Linked DNA regions of Sus scrofa: regions 2 and 3 are each linked to region 1. A link is a contact called in public Hi-C and HiChIP or PLAC-seq data. All regions are on one chromosome and are shown on one strand. The core of a region is the stretch at or near the end of the contact, and the rest is flanking DNA. Distances in the headings are between cores, read along the strand shown.

Region 1 (3,706 bases), core at 412-2,911:
CTCATTATTGGAAATTTACGTGTAGATGACAATTCTGGAATCCATTTTTCACCTTAATTTCAGATTCTAGAGTAATTTCTCAAGTAATTTACCTTCCAGGACATTCAGGGAGGCAGTGAGTAGGCCTCTGTGACAAGGGGCAGAGCCAGTGGCTTACAATGTAAGTATATCCCTGAAATAGTCATTAACAATGTAACTAATACCACCTATTGTTTATTTAATGCCTCTTATATGCCAGGCCCTAGAATGGGTACCATACACACTTTATGGTCAATCTTCACACAAAAATTTCTATGTAGGCATTATTATGTAGGCATTATTTTGTGCATTATTACATTGTTATATTACATTGTTATGTAATTATTACATATTACATTATTATGTAGCATTATTACATTACTGTGTAGGCATTATTAGCCCCATTTTACTGATAAGAACACAGAAGCTCAAAAAGGATAGGGTGTTTATTCAGGGAAAACTAGGACTCGTCATTGTTTGACAGAGTGAGTCTGGAAAATTGTCTGAGCTGCCTTCTTGTCTAACATGTGAATGTTACCTGGATCTCTCTATATCTTTTTCTTCCTTTTAAAAAAACAACTCATTTTCATAAAGTCAGATCATTCTGTTAAGCTAACAATCATCCTTCCTAATTTTCCTTTCAGATTCACTTGTCATGGATTGACTACTGGTCAGAGTTATATTTTCCGGGTCAGAGCAGTTAATGCAGCTGGACTTAGTGAATATTCGCAGGATTCAGAAGCAATCGAAGTAAAAGCTGCTATTGGTAAGTTCTTCATGCATAACTTTGCAGGGGCGGGGGGGGGGGAATGAATGTTTCTGAGTGACAAAGGAAAATCCCATCCTCTCCAGAAACTGTGTAAAGCTTCTCATGCTGCTTGATGATTCCACCCTCAGGTGATCACTGTCTCTGACTCCAGGTGACCTCTAACCTTCATAGCTGTCATCTTACAGATCTTCATCACTTACCCAGACTCCATGCATCTGTAGCCTTTTCATCTCCACAAGTCCACATTTCCTCAGATATTGCCCACTGTGAAATTCCATTCTAACTTCGTCCTCATCCCGGGAATATGAAGGACCATCCAATTCCATGAGGTGGTACCTCCCCCATAACACCGATCATCTCATACCTAAAAGCCATTTCATCTGCAGCAGGCCTGGCTTGTCTTCAGTAACAGCACATTAACCTGCTTTTTATAAACGCTGCTAAAATTCATGCGAGACACGTGTGGTTGCTTAATCATATGTTTCATCCCTGCTGGCAAAGTAACCAACCCGTAATGTAAAGTAATGATGTGTATGCGCAGTGGTGTACCTCCCAATCTTAAGGTGGGGACGGGACCAGGTAGTTCTGAGCAATAAAAATGATATCTGTGATATAATAGCACATTTAAAGAGAAAATTATTTAATATTGTTTGTCTTTAGTTAGCATTCTATATTATTTTTTAACACGCCTTATAATGTATTCATATTATAAGGACATAGCATGTTTCTTTGAGGTTGGGAGGTACAGACCGTTAATATATCAGTAAGGTACATAACTCTAATTGTTATATAATCAAGATGTTTAATGTTTGCCTTCTGTGTACTTTATGGGTTTTCTCCCGGCCCATTCTGTTGAGTAATAGAGCTTCTATCTCTCAAGAAATGTCTGAGAAGTGCTTTTTCTTATATATACTGGAGTCCTGCAAATCGACATGTTTCCTGTTTTGTCTGTGGTTTTTTGTTCTCATTTCTTCTTTTTCCAAAATATGGAGAAGTTGAAATGTTCCCTTGGTGTAAGTTATGTGAAATGCATGCTTTCCATATTTCTTGTAAGTCCAAGTGCTTTCTATTCAACCAAGACTGTCTTTGTTCTATTTGTGGTCCTAATGTTTTTCTCTTTCGTTCTACTACATAAGAGCAACTTGTAGTGTGTCCAGGCTCAAAGTGTTTCTGTTGTTATCTGGCAATTGTAGGGGGCGCAGTGTCTCCAGCTGTGTGGCCTGAACTGAGTGATACACCTGGAGGACTAACAGACTTCAGGGGAGGCATGCATGACACCTCCCAGCCAACCTTTAAGAAAGATGCTTTGCTTGGTAGCAAACTTAACAAAGCTTCACTACCCAGTAGCTCTCACAACCTGGGCCAAACGGAAGTGAGGAAAGTAAGTGAAACAGTTCAGGAAGAGCTTTCCCCACCACCACAGAAGGCAGCTGTTAAGGGGAAAAGTAAGTCTGACCCTCTGAAAAAGAAGAAGGATCTAGGTGAGAGTCAAAACAGTAAAAGTGTTCCATCTGTTTCCATCAGCGTCCTCACCGCTCATTGTCGAGATCACATTCTTCCATCTGTGTTCACTTTCATCAGTGTTCGTTCTTAATTTTATGTGTTTTCAGTTATCCATTTGTGATACTTTTTTTCATGAGTTGTAAAAGTAATTTTATATGGGTTTGGCTTTCATATATCATTCGTGGTGTAAAGTATTCATAGAATAAAGTAATTTGGTTGTAGAGTCCTTTTTGGTTTGTCAGGCAGATGTACTTTTGGCCTAATTTTGCTGACAGTTAAGAGATGAGAGCAGGAGTTCCTGTTGTGGCGCAGTGGAAACACATCCAACTAGGAATCATGAGGTTGCGGGTTTGATCCCTGGCCCCTCTCAGTGGGTTAAGGATCTGGCATTGCCATGAGCTGTGGTGTAGGTTGCAGACGCAGCTCAGATCCTGTGTTGCTGTGGCTCTGGCGTAGGCCAGTGGCTACAGCTCTGATTGGACCCCTAGCCTGGGAACCTCCATATGCCGAGGGAGCAGCCCTAGAAAAGGCAAAAAGACAAAAAGACAAAAAAAAAAAAAAAAAAAAAAAAAAGGCTATCAGGAAGGCTAATTATCTAATCAGAATTAGACTAGAAAGACCAACTTTCAGTAATCAGGATTTTCTGATTAGGGTATTTGGTACTTGTGGCTTAATATATTCTTAGAGATAATGTTTTTTTCTTACTGAATAAAAATGAAATGATAAGCATATACTGACATAACATACCTCTCACCCACCCCCTACATCTGCCCACTCCTAATTTCTGTAACTTCGTCTATTTTGACACCTTTGTTTACCTCTTCAACTCAAGATGAGCTGTGGCATTTATTTGAGAGTTCATATTTAACATTACTCTGAAAGAGAGAGCTTTTTTTAAATGTAAAGAATGAATGAGGTTGGTGATAGAAGAGAGAAAAGTGTATTTTACTTTTAAAAATCTTTACTATTCTGAGAATCTTTTTGAATAAGATAGTTTCTTTATCTCTGATAACCCCAAAGAAATATTCAGAAAATTCTTTTTAATGTTACTGCATATCTAGTGAATTTCTTTCTACCACCCCACCTTCTCTTTCTTTATTGAAAAACCATAATTTCCACAGGTGAGTGAAAGTTTGATCAGCAAAAAAAAAAACCCACATAAATGAAGGAAGACTCTCAAAACAACGTCCACATTTTTTTCTGACTAGGGACTAATAAACATAGTGACAGCTATGTAGTATTTTGTGCCATATGAATAATAATCCAATGCCAGGTTTAAAATAATGTAGCGGAAAGGTATTAAAAGAAAAATCACACAGTAAATTGTTGCTTTTAAAATTTTTTTTCAAATGTGGCATTTAGCTGAGCTACAGAATATGATTTTTCCCATGTGTAGACAGAACCTATAGAGTTGTA
Region 2 (3,706 bases), core at 600-3,099, 200 kb after region 1:
TGCTGTCCCCAGGGGCAGCCCCCACCTCTCTTCCAGCCTCAAAGCAGACACACCCCCTCACACCCGGTGCCACGGCATCCTCAGCAGAGACACAGGAAATTACTGGGAGTGCACGTGCATGAGACTGTGCAGGACACTGCAAAGATGGGGCCTTTGCGCATGTGTGTTTTACACGTGTGTAGGAGTGGGGGGGGCTGAGTAGAGGGGTGTCAGGGAACTAGGGTGGGCAGGGTGTGGACAACAGGAATAATCTCAGAAGCTGCTGACAATTAGTGCAGAACCTGGACCCCCAGGACCCTAGTCAGGGCCCCTCCCAGCTCAAGCCGGGATAATAGATGAGGGGACGTTCCTGGTCTGGGGCCTAACTCTGACTCTCCCTGGGGAGCAGGCTTTGTGGGGCTCAGTCTGCAGAGGCCCTGTCCTGCAGCTGGCATCGGGCTCCACCTGTGCTGATGGCCCTGACTAGGGTCCTGGGGGTCCTGGTTCTGGGGGTCCGGAGGTAGCAGGACTGCAGGGGAGGGAGTTGGGCTGCCAAGGACAACTGGCCTCAGCCTCTTGTCCCCCTCCACCCCGCCCCGGTCTCCTGGCTGACATACCTGGGGAGGCTACAGGTGGTGACTTGGGGTACCCTGAAAAACAAAATGCAGATGCAATGTCAAAACCCTGAAGAGCACCTCATTTTTCTGAGCCCCTCCTTGTCTCCCTGTTCCTTACACGGTTTAAGGAAACATTCAGAGCACCCTCTCCAAGCCGCCTTCGCAGAAACAGAGGCAGCGTGCTTCTCCCTGCGCAGGGACACAAGCCAGGGAGAAGGCTACAGACAGACACGTGTCGCCTCCCACGCTTGCCCTCCAGGAGCATTGGCTGTTCACTGGCTCTGCCCCCAGCTAGACTGGATGCAATGGATGGAAGGACAGATGTAGAAATTAACAAATATAAGCATCCATGATACATGGAACTGAGAGAAGGAAAACTCATCCTAGAAAAGGCAACACACCTGCCTGAGTCAGAGTTGTGATCAGTGACGCTTGGGGTGGCAGCCCCGGTGCTTCAATCAGGCGGGCTGGCCCTGCCATGGCAGGGTGCCTCCACCTGGCAGCTTGGTTTAACTCAGGCAATTGGTTTGTACCATCCTGTGACAGCTACCCCACACGGCACCACTTGTTTACATGTCATAGCCCAGAGCCTCAGTTTCCTCATCTATCCGTAGAATGTCACCTTCACAGTGCTGTCATAGCTCAGGCCCTGGCACACAGTGGGTGTCCCCTAAATGCTCCTCCCTTTTCCTTCTCACTCTTGCCTTTACCTCTCCACCAGGTGCTGACATGCACAGCTCACACAGAGCACCTCCTAGCCAAGCACTGAACCAGCCAAGCACTGAACATTAACGCTGAGCCTTGTCCTGACAGAGGTGGGATTGGAGCGCAAGCTTCCAGCCTACCCACTCGTGTGCTTGTCTCTGCTACCCTGAAACCTCCTGGTAGCTCCCTGCTGGGAAGATGAACCAGCTACCTGTGTGGGTCCAGGTACCACAACCCCCGGGGGCAAATCCATTTAAAGTATAAGGTGTTACTGCAGGGTCCTGCCACACCTGCAGACAGCTGTTTTGGACTTCGTGCCCTGAAGGCTGGACCTGTGACCACAGAGACCCCGCAGCAGCTCCCAGGGCCCAGGCAGCCTTACCTGGAGCTCCGGCATAGCCTTCAGCGCTGGGGACGAGCCCGGGCTGGGTGTGGCCGTCGGCGCCCTGGGGCAGCCCCCTCCCCGACACGCCCACCCTGCCCGGAGGCCCGGCCTCCCCGGTCTCCGTGATGACTCCGGTGGAGCCGGGCAGGAAGGGCAGCCCCATCCAGCCGGGCCACGCCCTCGAGGGCGGCGGCTGGGTGGGTCTCCGGGGCAGGACCGGCCGCTGGCCCGTGTGCGGCCTTCCTGGGTCCTCGCGAGGCGGCGGCGGGCTGGGCTGCGGTGGTGGCAGTGCTGGAGAAGGGTCGCTAGGTGCCGCTGGGGGCGGGGTCCCTCGGGGCGGAGGAGGGGGCGCTTCCGAGGACTCCTCCGCTGAGCCTTCGCAAAGTAGAAAGAAATACACAGGGTTAAAAAAGGCAGGCTCCGCAGCTCAGCCTCCGGCCCCTCTGAGAGGCTCCCCGAAAGGTGTGCGCTGGGAGGGCTGCCCCGAGGCATCCACGAAGTCACTGGCTGGTGCCAGCAGTGAGCACAGGCGCAGCCACCACAGCGTGTGGACGGCCCACCTCGGGCTTTCAGCCTCTCTCCGTGATGGTCACAGGCTCCAGGCAGGACCACGCTTGGCTTCAGCAACCAAACACCCCGATTTGTCTAGATGACAGTCCCCTAGATGGGATCTGCCTGTTGCCACCTATGACCTTACATTCTCCCAAACAAGCTGGTCTCAACGGTCACTGTGGAGGCTTCACAGGCCGAGGGCCTGCCTTGGGCAGACACTAGGTGACCCAGGCAGACATGAAGGTGTGGCTGCCTCTGCAGCAGATGGCCCCGTGGTCACCCCAACGCCTTGGGCCTCTCACCACAGCCTCAGGATGACCAATTGCTGGAGTTTCTGCTGAAGGAAACTCCTGAGTCACATTTCCCTGCCCTCTCAGGATGGCGCTGTGACACAGCCAGGAAGCTGCCACCCTTTCCTCTGAATACTTTCCTGGAACCAGTCTTCCAGGAAGCCCTTCCTGGAGGCCTGCAAGACATCTGAAAATAAGCAGGACTGGCCATGATCCCACCCGCACAAGCCAAACCCCACCCACCTCCTCAAGCTGCGTGGTGCCTGCAGTGGCCCAGGCTCCAACGCTACCAAATTATAACCAAGCTGCCAATCAAATGCCTGTTGGCTCACTGTCTAGCTTTGTTTAAAAACTCGCCAAGGTAATTATGGCACATCAGACACATGTTCCTCTTCCACCCACAGAGCTAGGCTGCCAGCCACCTCTACCCACAAAGGAAGGCTATTTCCCAAACAGCCTTTCCTGACCAGTACTCCAGGAGAGAATTAAGCCTGAAAGAAAGTGATCTGAATGAAGTGGTCCCTTTTTCAATTCTCCCAGGGATGGTACAGAGCTATTACTATTTCAGATGCACCGAAGATCAGTTAACTCACACCACACAATAGAAAGGCATTAGGTCTTCACTGTCTTCAGGACTCTGATGGGAAGGGCTGGGTTAGACACAGAAACTGAGGCGGAGGAATTCCAGACATGGGGACACCACCAGCTACAGTGAAGGACACGAATGAGAAAGGAAACCAATCAATAAAAAGGAACTTTGAAGAAAGAGATCATGCAAGACAATAAATGTGTAATAGCCTCAAAGAAACAGAAGACACTGCATCCAGGTGCAAGAAGAAATTGGCATTTTTAAAAACGGCCTAACCAGAGAATAAAGATGAGACTTTGCTGATTAAAAATATGCTTGCCTGGAGTTCCCCAGTGGCTCAGTGGGCCCTAAAAAAAAAAAAAAAAAAGCTATGAACGCTTACAGCAAGTCCAGAGAGTAAGCAGCCCAGGATTGGGTCAGGAAGAGAGATCTCCAGGAGGGTGCCACTAATTTTAAAAAATGGAACAAACAAATGACCTGATACTTGTTAAGCTACTGAGAGGGTACTGGAGGGTGGAAGAATACAAAACAGATACACAAGATCCAGCAAATACTAATGCACCACTACTAATTCAGAGAAAAGCAAACC
Region 3 (3,706 bases), core at 439-2,938, 180 kb after region 1:
CCTGCCTCCTCCTTCATGACTCTCCCCATGGAGTAACGCTAAAATCCCAGAAGTGATAGACTTGTACTGTTTTCCTTAGGTCATTTCCATTCTCAGGGAAATTCCATTATAATACAAAAAACAATTCACTTCTCCATGAGAAGTATGGCTTGAACATACTGAGCCATAGGCACGCATACTTAGACACTTTTAAGTAAATTATTGAAAAGTATATTTTAAGTTTTTATTTAAAATAGAAAGGTGGAATTGATATGAAGATACTTAATGTTTTTACCAGTATTTTTGAAATTTTTAAAACTCCTTCCTAGGTTTCTGCTCTATATTTGTCTCCAGATAGATACACTTCATTTAAAGTAATAGTTGAGGGTTGGTTTGTTTTTTTGATTTTTGTCTTTTTATGGCTGTACCTATAGCACATGGAAGTTCCCAGGCTAGGGGTCAAATCGGAGCTACAGCTGCCTGCCTACGCCACAGCCACAGCAATGCCAGATCCGAGCTGCATCTGCAACCCACACTGCAGCTTGTGTCAACGCCAGATCCTTAACCCACTGAGCGAGGTGAGGGATCAAACCTGCATCCTCATGAATACTAGTCAGGTTCGTTACCACTGAGCCATAACAGAAACTCCAGTAGTTGGATTTTTAAGGCGAAAGAAATGAAACTAGTCTCTTTTATCCCCAATAAGAAAGTTAAAAATGTAAGCTCTCTTAAAAGTATCACTTTGAGATTTCCCAGTCCTTAATCATTTTTATACACTGGGATTCCTAAGACAAATTTCCTAGTTTCCTTTTTAAAAAATGGGGAGCGTGACATAACTAAGTGCTGTGGGACCTCTGTGTGCTGTTATAACGTGATTGGAACCATTGCCATTCACCAGGCAGGCTTCTTAGCTCATGAACTGTTTGTTTCTTGAGACAGTCATTAGTATTTAGAGACAGACTGTTGAAGTGCTCATAAGCATTTGTTTTATTGTGTTCATTGCCAATTTGACGAAATACCCTGTATCTGTAATTATCACTAAGCTTGCCCCTAAGTCACATCCCTCATGGGTTTGGTGACCTACTTCGTCCTCCATGTACTCACCATTGGCTCCAGTAACACCAGCTGATCTAACTGATAAACCCAAGACCTCGGGGCTAGACCACAGTAGGCTGGACCACATGTTCTAGTGATGACGATCCAGAGCTGGTATTGGTGGGAGGCCTTGGATACAGGGGTTCAGGATCACAAGCTGCTTCCATCTTGAGGCTCCCCGTCCCCTTAGGGCCCGGACGGGAAAAGCAGGGGATCACAAGGGCAGCTTCAGGGGCCAGCCTTAGGAAGGACTCAGCACAAGCCTTCTGTCTACGTGGACAGCTCCATCATCTGATCACGTGGCCATACCTGACTACAGGGGGACCTCGCTATCTCCCCAGGAAAATGAGGACATGGATATTTGTCTTACATCCAGGGGTGGGCCTTGCCCCTGGACCCCACCAGAGAAGGCAGGTTTTGCTGTTTTATGTGGTTTTGGCTTTTTCACCATTTCCAGTAAGGAGTCCATTTGGTTGATCCGATTAATCTCAGTATTGTGCTATGGGTGTGTATTGCTCCTAAGAGAATTTCCAAAACCCCAGATCCTTTCTTAAAAGTTAGCTAAAATGCAAAACATAATAGAGTTTGAAACTGCTTTCTGTGACATGTCTGTACTCTGCTGCCACCTACTGCTCAAATTAGTTTTCTCTGAAGATCACATGACTTCACTGGATGGCCTACCGTAATATGCTGGCTTTTTTAATAAAAGAATAGAATTTGGGGAGTTCCCGTTGTGGCTCAGTGGGTTAAGAACCCAAGTAGTATCCATGAGGATATGGGTTCAATCCCTGGCCTCGCTTAGTGGGTTAAATATCCGGTGTTGCCATGAGCTGAGGAGTAGGTCTCAGATGTTGCTCAGATCCCACATTGCTGTGGCTGAGGTATAGGCCAGCAGCTACAACTCTGATTTGACCCCTAGCCCAGGAACTTGCATATGCTGCAGGTGCGGCCCCAAAAAGAAAAAAAAAAAAATGAATTTGAAAGTTCTAGAACAGTATTTCAATGCAACATTAAATATCCATTCAAAAGGTATAGAGCAGTGAGCGTTCATGGCTAAAAGACTTAAGTTTCCATTTCCTTATTCTTTTTCTCTCAGATTTATGGTCCATTACAGAAAGGTTTTTTTAATTAATTTATTTATTTACTTTGGTCTTGGCCCCAGCCACGGCATATGGAGATTCCCAGGCTAGGGGTCCAATTGGAGCCACAGCTGCTGGCCTACGCCACAGCCACAGCAACGCCAGATCTGAGCCATGTCTGCGACCTACACCACAGCTCACAGCAACGCTGGATCCGTAACCCACCAAGTGAGGCCAGGGATCAAACCCACAACCTCAAGGTTCCTAGTCAGATTCATTTCCGCTGTGCCACGACGGGAACTCCCAGAAACGTTTGTTTTTAGGATCAGCTTCTAAAACCTGGCTTCTATGCCTCATCTAGAAAAGTGGAAATACTGAATAACCTCAACTTAGTTCTGCCCCTCACTAATATAAGGGCAGTTTATTCTACTTTTTTGTACACTTCTTTTTTGAGCTTTATCTAGCCTCCTGAGAATTTTCACTTGGTTTATTTCTTTGTTCTATTTTGCAGTCGGATGAATTCAGAAAAGCCTTGTTTTAAAAATGATACAACTTTGGACTAAAGTAATTTTCTACAGGATGTGTATATAGTACCACATGGTCTTTTCTGGGAAGTTAGGATCAAAAGGTTTCTGAACATCATGTTTTTCTTAATTACTCTGTCATTTTCATCATGGAAATACAAATAAGTGCTTATAATTCTTTTGCCCCCTTTAATTTAAATAAGAAAGGCTATCATTGAAAAGTTTGCATTATTGTGAATGAGGGTGGTGATTTTTTTTGTGCCGTATTTACTGTATTCAGTTAATTCCTCAATAATGGCATTAGGCCATTTTTAATGTCATTCGTGACGTGATTCTCAGCACCACCTAAGTGAATCCATGTCCCAGGGCAGGTCGGCCTGCCCCTTTTTCAAGCTAGTTCAGGCTCCCCAAGGGCTGTGCAGTTAGGAAGCCTGGCCGCAAGGAGCCATATTAAGGTGAGTCCTTTCTCCCGCAGTGAGTCGGAGCCTGGCTCCCGGCAGTGGCCCGAGTCTGACACCTTCTCCGGCTCCCAGTCCCCACAGTCGGTGGGCAGTGCAGCTGCTGATAGCGGCACCGAGTGCCTGTCGGATTCCGCCATGGACCTGCCCGACGTCACCCTCTCGCTCTGTGGGGGCCTCAGCGAGAACGGGGAGATTTCTAAAGGTACGCCCCCCTGCCTGTGGCCCTGGGGGTCCTTGCATGTAACAGGTGCCTCCCTTTGGTGGCAGGCCCTTCGCCCCTCATTGGAGGCACCTGGTGTCGAGGATACCACAGATCAGAGGGTGGGAGAGGGTGTGTGGCTGGAGGCTCGGGTGGCCTGCCCGTCCGTACAGTTGTTGAGATGGTTGTGGGATGGTGCCTGGCTGCTCTGAGCCTCAGACACGTGAGGAGGGCCCGAGGGGCCAGTACCGATGGTCTACTGAGTAAATGGCCTTTCTGGCAAAATGGAGAAGGGGTTGCTTGCTGTCTCAACCCTGAAAGCTGGCCCAGGACAGTGAGCTACTTGAGAGAAAGGGAGGCCCTGAGCAG

Evidence for each region. A called contact is a pair of places that touch in the nucleus more often than the background predicts. HiChIP or PLAC-seq counts read pairs in DNA pulled down with a chosen protein or histone mark.
Region 2: an H3K27ac HiChIP or PLAC-seq map of alveolar macrophages shows a contact between it and region 1. The contact joins two enhancer-like sites. A contact is called at or near these places in 1 of 47 Hi-C or Micro-C datasets (undifferentiated spermatogonia) and 1 of 2 datasets of contacts at active chromatin or transcription factors (alveolar macrophages).
Region 3: a contact with region 1 is called in a Hi-C map of alveolar macrophages, with 2.8 times the contacts expected there. The contact joins two enhancer-like sites. A contact is called at or near these places in 2 of 5 promoter capture datasets (fetal liver and liver), 17 of 47 Hi-C or Micro-C datasets (alveolar macrophages, blood, embryonic fibroblasts and 7 more) and 2 of 2 datasets of contacts at active chromatin or transcription factors (alveolar macrophages and skeletal muscle).

The regions. Positions count from the first base shown.
Region 1 is chr6:103,532,055-103,535,760 of Sscrofa11.1, forward strand. MYOM1 (myomesin-1) reads left to right here. Exons shown (of 37, transcript XM_005665300.3): 17 at 663-784. Among named protein-coding and RNA genes, the nearest start is that of MYOM1, 83 kb to the left of the region's middle. Within about 2 kb of position 1,662, at least 5 of the 83 cell types and tissues checked have an H3K27ac peak or open chromatin away from gene starts, as enhancers often do. A contact at or near this core is called in alveolar macrophages, where this site is marked.
Region 2 is chr6:103,733,477-103,737,182 of Sscrofa11.1, forward strand. It overlaps EMILIN2 (EMILIN-2), which reads right to left. Exons shown (of 8, transcript XM_021096135.1): 5 at 1,684-2,061; 6 at 597-629. Among named protein-coding and RNA genes, the nearest start is that of LPIN2, 48 kb to the left of the region's middle. Within about 2 kb of position 1,850, at least 44 of the 83 cell types and tissues checked have an H3K27ac peak or open chromatin away from gene starts, as enhancers often do. A contact at or near this core is called in alveolar macrophages, where this site is marked.
Region 3 is chr6:103,712,138-103,715,843 of Sscrofa11.1, forward strand. LPIN2 (lipin 2) reads left to right here. Exons shown (of 19, transcript NM_001141987.1): 8 at 3,153-3,340. Among named protein-coding and RNA genes, the nearest start is that of LPIN2, 26 kb to the left of the region's middle. Within about 2 kb of position 1,689, at least 14 of the 83 cell types and tissues checked have an H3K27ac peak or open chromatin away from gene starts, as enhancers often do. A contact at or near this core is called in alveolar macrophages, where this site is marked.